2 separate regions of the Rattus norvegicus genome follow, and region 1 is linked to region 2. The links are chromatin contacts, called in public Hi-C maps. All regions are on one chromosome and are shown on one strand. Each heading gives the region's core, a stretch centred on a gene start, on an enhancer-like site or on the middle of the called end of the contact. The rest is flanking DNA. Distances are from core to core; before and after follow the strand shown. Region 1 holds the start of Ptgr2 (prostaglandin reductase 2). Region 2 has its middle 43 kb from the start of Ptgr2.

Evidence for each region. A called contact is a pair of places that touch in the nucleus more often than the background predicts.
Region 1: a contact with region 2 is called in a Hi-C map of liver, with 2.3 times the contacts expected there. The contact joins the promoter of Ptgr2 here to the enhancer-like site in region 2. A contact is called at or near these places in 4 of 12 Hi-C or Micro-C datasets (kidney, liver and psoas muscle).

The regions. Positions count from the first base shown.
Region 1 is chr6:109,660,848-109,663,755 of GRCr8, reverse strand. It overlaps Ptgr2 (prostaglandin reductase 2), which reads right to left and starts at 1,258. Exons shown (of 10, transcript NM_001399426.1): 1 at 1,097-1,258.
Region 2 is chr6:109,617,791-109,620,738 of GRCr8, reverse strand. No RefSeq gene overlaps it. Among named protein-coding and RNA genes, the nearest start is that of Ptgr2, 43 kb to the left of the region's middle. Within about 2 kb of position 1,403, at least 3 of the 93 cell types and tissues checked have an H3K27ac peak or open chromatin away from gene starts, as enhancers often do. A contact at or near this core is called in liver, where this site is marked.

The sequences.
Region 1 (2,908 bases), core at 9-2,508, 43 kb before region 2:
CTTCTAGAATAAGACAGATCACATTCAAGACCTGAAGATCAGTGGATTAGGAGGCATCACAATCGGGGCAGAGCTGACCTCAGCAAATCCCATTTGCTGTTAAATGAAAGTGGGTTTCTAACTGATGCTACCATTCCAAAATACCACTGAAAGAAAGGTCTGGTTCAATGATAAAAATATGCCTTAAACGTCTGTGTAGCCGCATAATGTAAGGAGAGGCTCACTGAACTCACAGGGGCAGAGAACGATTTCTGTTTCTAGCCAAGTGGGACCTTGGAGAGGTCATCACAGATTATCTCTTGGAATGTTCTAGGGGCCCCAAAACTGGGTGAGTGGGTTTACTTGCTCTGGCATAGTAGCATACATTTGTAATCCCAGTTATTGGGTGGAGTACAGATGGCAAATTCAAGGCCAACCTGGCAAATTAGTGAGAACCTGCCTCAAAATAAAAATGAAAAAAATAGACTGGCAATAGCTCAGTAGTAAAAACCACTTGGCCCAGCATGCCTGGGGGAGGGAGGAGAAGATGGTCTTGAGTTCAATTTCCAATACAGAAGAAAATAATGGTGTGTTAATTAGCTTACTTAAATACAACTCCCTCCTCTACCGCTATGAAGTTGCAAACATCCTTGTCTTTTCACAGACGCTATAAACAGGGTGAATGACTTCTCCAAGGTCGCACAACTCGTCCCCGATACCTTTTAATAAAATACGCCTCGTGTTGATCCTTATTTTGTCCAACCATCCTGCCACAAAGGACTCTGCTGACCTTCCCTCTGCCATCTATGCCACCGTGTGAGAATTCCTACCTGGCTCTTCCCTTCCTCAGAAACCCAACCTTCTTCTATAGCTCCTGTTACTAACCACTTTCACAGAAATTACTAGGAATCTGCCCAGAATTTCAAAGCGACTTCCTAGATCCTCAGCACCAAGGGGATTAAAAAGGCGTGTCGGCTTTTTAACACGACTTAAGTATACCCCTAAGCGTGGCACACAGTAGGTACTCAAAAGATGTTCAGATCTGAAGCACCTCAAACACAATCGCATCCGAACTTCAGGCTGTTTACCCTAAGAATTCTTAAAAAATGAAGAGCACCTGTTACTGGGCAACCCCTAGTCTACGTCCCAAGCTATACCGCCGGTGTCGCCGGGAGCTCGACGAGGACGCCCACAGGTCACCCTGGCTTGAAACTTCCTCCTTTTTTGCCGGCTTCATCCAGCTTCCGGTGCCCGGATACAGTGGCCCCCTGCGTGGCTGTCAGTTTGAGATCTCGCGGGATTTGATGAACAGCAAAGGGTCCGGCTGGCTGCACGACCTTAGCCCTAGAACCACAGTGCGCAAGCGCAGGACTGATCCTTTCTCCGTGTCCTCCCCTAAGGCCGAGATTTTGAAGTTTAGATGCATGCGGTCCTTTGGTCCCCAAGGTTCGTGAGAGTGAAGAAACACAGAATACATATCCATAAGTTAACGTCTTTGGGGCTCCGCGGCCGTTCCTGCCGCCAGGACCCAGAGAGCAAATTGTTTAACCAGTGACTTGGGGGGTCAAGTCGCCTAGGTCTTCTTCCCCCCCACCCCCGGTCTTCTCCCCCTCCCCGGAGGTTGAACCTGTGTCCCGGCAAGGTCTAGGCAGGCGCTCTGACACTGACCTACAGTCCCAGCCTCTAGGAGGAACTTTATTCACGTTAGATTCTCTGAGTCTTAGGTTGGGAAATTACAGTAAGAGAAATAGCATCAAGTCTAACCCTTGCTTTGTAGGTGAGGAAGCTGAGACCTAGAGGACTAAGGCAGCGGTTTTCAACCTTCCTCATGCTGCGCCCCTTTAATATAGTTCCTCATGTTGTGGTGACCTCCAACCATAAAGTTATTTTCATTGTTACTTCGTAACTGTAAGTTTGCTACTGCTATGAACCGTGATGAAAATATATTTTCCGATGGTCTTAGGAGAGAGACCCCCAAGAGGCTAGAAACCCACAGGGTGAGAACCACCCGACTAGTCACTATAGGGTGTGGTCATGCCAAATTCCTTTCAGTGAATTAAGGATAATGCTAGAGTTACAAACTCTCCCTGGACTGCTGGCCCAAGCCCTTTAGTGTCTCAGTCTCTCTCTCTCTCTCCCTCCCTCCCCCCTGCCTTTCTCTCTCTTCAATTCCTTAAAAATGTTTTACACAATGTGTATTGATTTTTCAGCTTAATCATTAAGGTTCTTTTCACCAACAGTACTGAACTGAGGTAAGGTTTGTTGAGTAAGAATAACTCGCCAGGAGCTGCAAACCCTAACAGACTGAATCAGGCGGCTGTAGGAGTATTCCAGCAAGAGCTAATCGAAGCTCTAACACTGGTATAGACAGTAGCTGAAAAATACCAGTACCGCCAGCAAATGGGCAGCCATCAAATGGACTGGAGCCCCAGGTAGCAGAACATCCGAAATTTTCACTTTATCTGGAAAACCTGAGGAATGAGGTAGGAGAATGTTATCACTTTCCAAATACTTTTCAGCAGGAAATACTTTTCTGCTCCTTCGGTGGTCAGATGGGTGAACCAGAGAAAAAGGAAATGCTCAAATACAATGAAAGTGATAGTGGAAAACAACGGGGAATATAGATTATGTCTAAAACTCAAAGAGAAGAAACTTAGTTCAGGCTCTTTTTGTGTGAAGTCCCCTTTTCTGCCTAGAATGAGTTCCAGGTCTTAGATGTTCAAAAACTGAATGAGAGACTTCAAGTATATTTGTCTTCCTCCCTTCTAAATTTTCTCTTCACACTAAGGGTCACTATTGTTTGTACCATGCTTAATTTGAGTTATACCATGCATTATATGAAGGTTTTTTTTCCTGCTTTTTGGTGTGGTGTGGTGTGGTGTGGTGTGGTGTGGTGTGGTGTGGTGTGGTTTGGTTTGCATCAGGGTGC
Region 2 (2,948 bases), core at 154-2,653:
TGACGGCGCTTGGCTTCAAACCTAAAGGAAGGAGGGGCTGGACAGATGGCTCAGTGGTTAAGAGCATTGGCTGCTCTTCCAGAGGACCTGAGTTCGAATCCCAGAAACCACATGGCAGCTTGCAACTGTCTGTAAATTCTGTTCCAGGGAATCCAACACTGTCATTCACATATACATACATACAGGCAAAACATCAATGAAAGAAAGAAAGAAAGGAAGGAAGGAAGGAAGGAAGGAAGAAAGAAAGGCAAAGAAACTAAGCTAAACTAAGGGATGGCTGTGTCCCATTTTGCATTGTTCTTGCTATTTAGTGATTAAATTGCATTAGACATTTTTCTACTTATCCTAGGTTACACAGTGAGACCCCATCTCAAAACATCTAAAGAGATGGAGGAGGAGGAAAAAGGGAAAAGTACCAGACTAACTGAAGTGACGAAGTCTAACATTATCTCTAGAACACCACCTAACAAGTATACAGAGACCATTCTCTACGGAGGTCATGCAACGGAAAAAATAGAAAATTGAACTTGATCCAGAACAAGTAAAGAGACTGAGTTAGGCAATAAACTAACAAAAACACTTCATTTAAAGAAAATCCCAGCCAGGTCTGAAGAGATGGCTCAGCGGTTAAGAGCACTGGCTGGGGGCTGGGGATTTAGCTCAGTGGTAGAGCGCTTACCTAGGAAGCACAAGGCCCTGGGTTCGGTCCCCAGCTCCGAAAAAAAGAACAAAAAAAAAAAAAAAAAAAAAAAAAAAAAAAAAAAAAGAGCACTGGCTGCTCTTCCAGAGGTCCTGAGTTCAATTCCCAGCAACCACATCAGGTGGTTCACGACCATCTGTAATGGGATCTGGTACCTTCTTTGGAGAACATGAAGACAGCATACTCATACAAAAAATAAATAAGTAAATCTTAAAAAAAAAAAAAAAAGGAGAAGAAAGAAAGAAAGAAGATACTAGCCAGGTGGTGGAAATGCATGCCAGAACTTGGGAGGCAGAGACTGCTGGATCTCTTTGAGTTCAAGGCCAGCCTGGTCTACAGAGTGAGTTCCAAGATGGCCAAGGATAAACACAGAGAAAGCCTGTCTGGGGGGTGGGGGTGGGGGAGGGAGGCTTATCTTTATACAATAATGGCTTTTGTCAAACTGCAGCAGATTCCAGTCTCAGGACTTTGCCTTCAGCTTGGATGCATGCTCAGTCTACCTCCTGACAGAGCCCTAGCAGGGAGGCGCACATGGAGGCTGGAGGGGGGGTTACGGTAGGAGGGCACCAGTGGAGAACAAGGCTGCTCTCCTGACTCTCTCTCCTATGCATGAACAGGAAGTCCTGAGTGGTTTCTACATAGTTCTTCAGAAGGTCCCCAAGGAGATTGAACCACGTGTCTGCCGTGACAACCAGTGCCCGAATGCACCCTTGTTACTTCTTCTTCCCTGTATTGCTCTGCCCTCCTCTCACACCAGGGACGTCCTACTGTCTCCTTGTCAAAGGCTTTTCTCTGGGAGGGATACAAATGAAGTTTTATTGTAGCTTAAGAGAATCAGTGTGTGTGTGTGTGTGTGTGTGTGTGTGTGTGTGTGTGTGTGTGTTTTCCTGGGGAATCAGACTTGTGTATCCTAGGCAAGCACTGTGCCATCCTTACCCCCAGAAATTAGGATTTTTTTTCCAGCAAAACTTCTCAAAAACTAAGAGTCAATACAACCAAAGAGGCTGGAGTTACGGTTCAGAGATTAAGAGTGTCTATTGCTCTTTCAGGAGCCAAGTTTAGCAGCCACGTGGAGTGATTTACCACCACCTAAAACTCCAGCTCCAGACGGATCCAATGCCTCTGGCTTCCACCATACATAAGTGCACACACTCATACATAAGGTACACATACGCATAATTAATTACAATAAGAATGAATCTCTGGGTGGTGGAGGAGCACGTCTTTAATCCTAGCACTCATGAGGCAGAGGCTGGTGCATCTCTGAGTTTGAAGTCATGCTGGTCTGCAGAGTGAGTTTCAGGACAGCAAGAGCTACATAGGGAGACCCTGTCTTGGAAAAAAATAAACAAAAATAAATAAATAAATAAATAAATAAATAAATAAATAAATAAATCTTTTGACTGGGTGTGGTGGCACACAACTTTAATTCCAGTAACTGGGAGGCTGAGGTAGATCTCTGTAAGTCCAAGGCCAGTCTGGTCTATGTAGTGAGACCTTGTTTCAAAATAAATTGAAGGAAGGAAGGAAGGAAGGAAGGAAGGAAGGAAGGAAGGAAGGAGGGAGGGAGGGAGGGAGGGAGGGAGGAAAGGAGGGAAGAAAGAGTAAGAAAGAAAGAAAGAAAGGAGGGAGGGAGGGAAGAAACAAAGAAAGAAAGAAAGAAAGAAAGAAAGAAAGAAAGAAAGAAAGAAGAAAGAAAATGAAAGTTAGATATGTTCAGTCAGTTAACCCAAACCAGTGTGGATAAGTATTTGATAGAGGAAAACAGACAATAGTAAAGTACTTTTAAAATCCTGGGAAAATGGGGTTGGGGATTTAGCTCAGTGGTAGAGCACTTGCCTAGCAAGCCCAAGGCTCTGGGTTCGGTCCCCAGCTCCGAAAAAAAGAAGGAAAAAAAAAATCCCAGGAAAATGGAAGCAATCCTGGAAGCAAAATAATGGAAGCAAATAGTGACTGGAGAGATGGTCCAACGGCCAAGAGCACCTGCTGTTCCCACAGTAGACCTGGGCTCAGTTCCCAGCACCCACATCAGGTGGCTCACAATCACCAGTAACTTCAAGGCCAGAGGATCCAGTGCCCTCTTCTGGCCTCTGTATATGATGCACATGCATACATTCAGGCCCACATACATACATGTACACATGAAGTAATAATTTTTTAAAAGAAATAAACAACAAAAAATATCATACATGGATGAATAATGAAGCTGAGGAACACGACTGCTGCTGTTTGAATAGCACTCACCCCT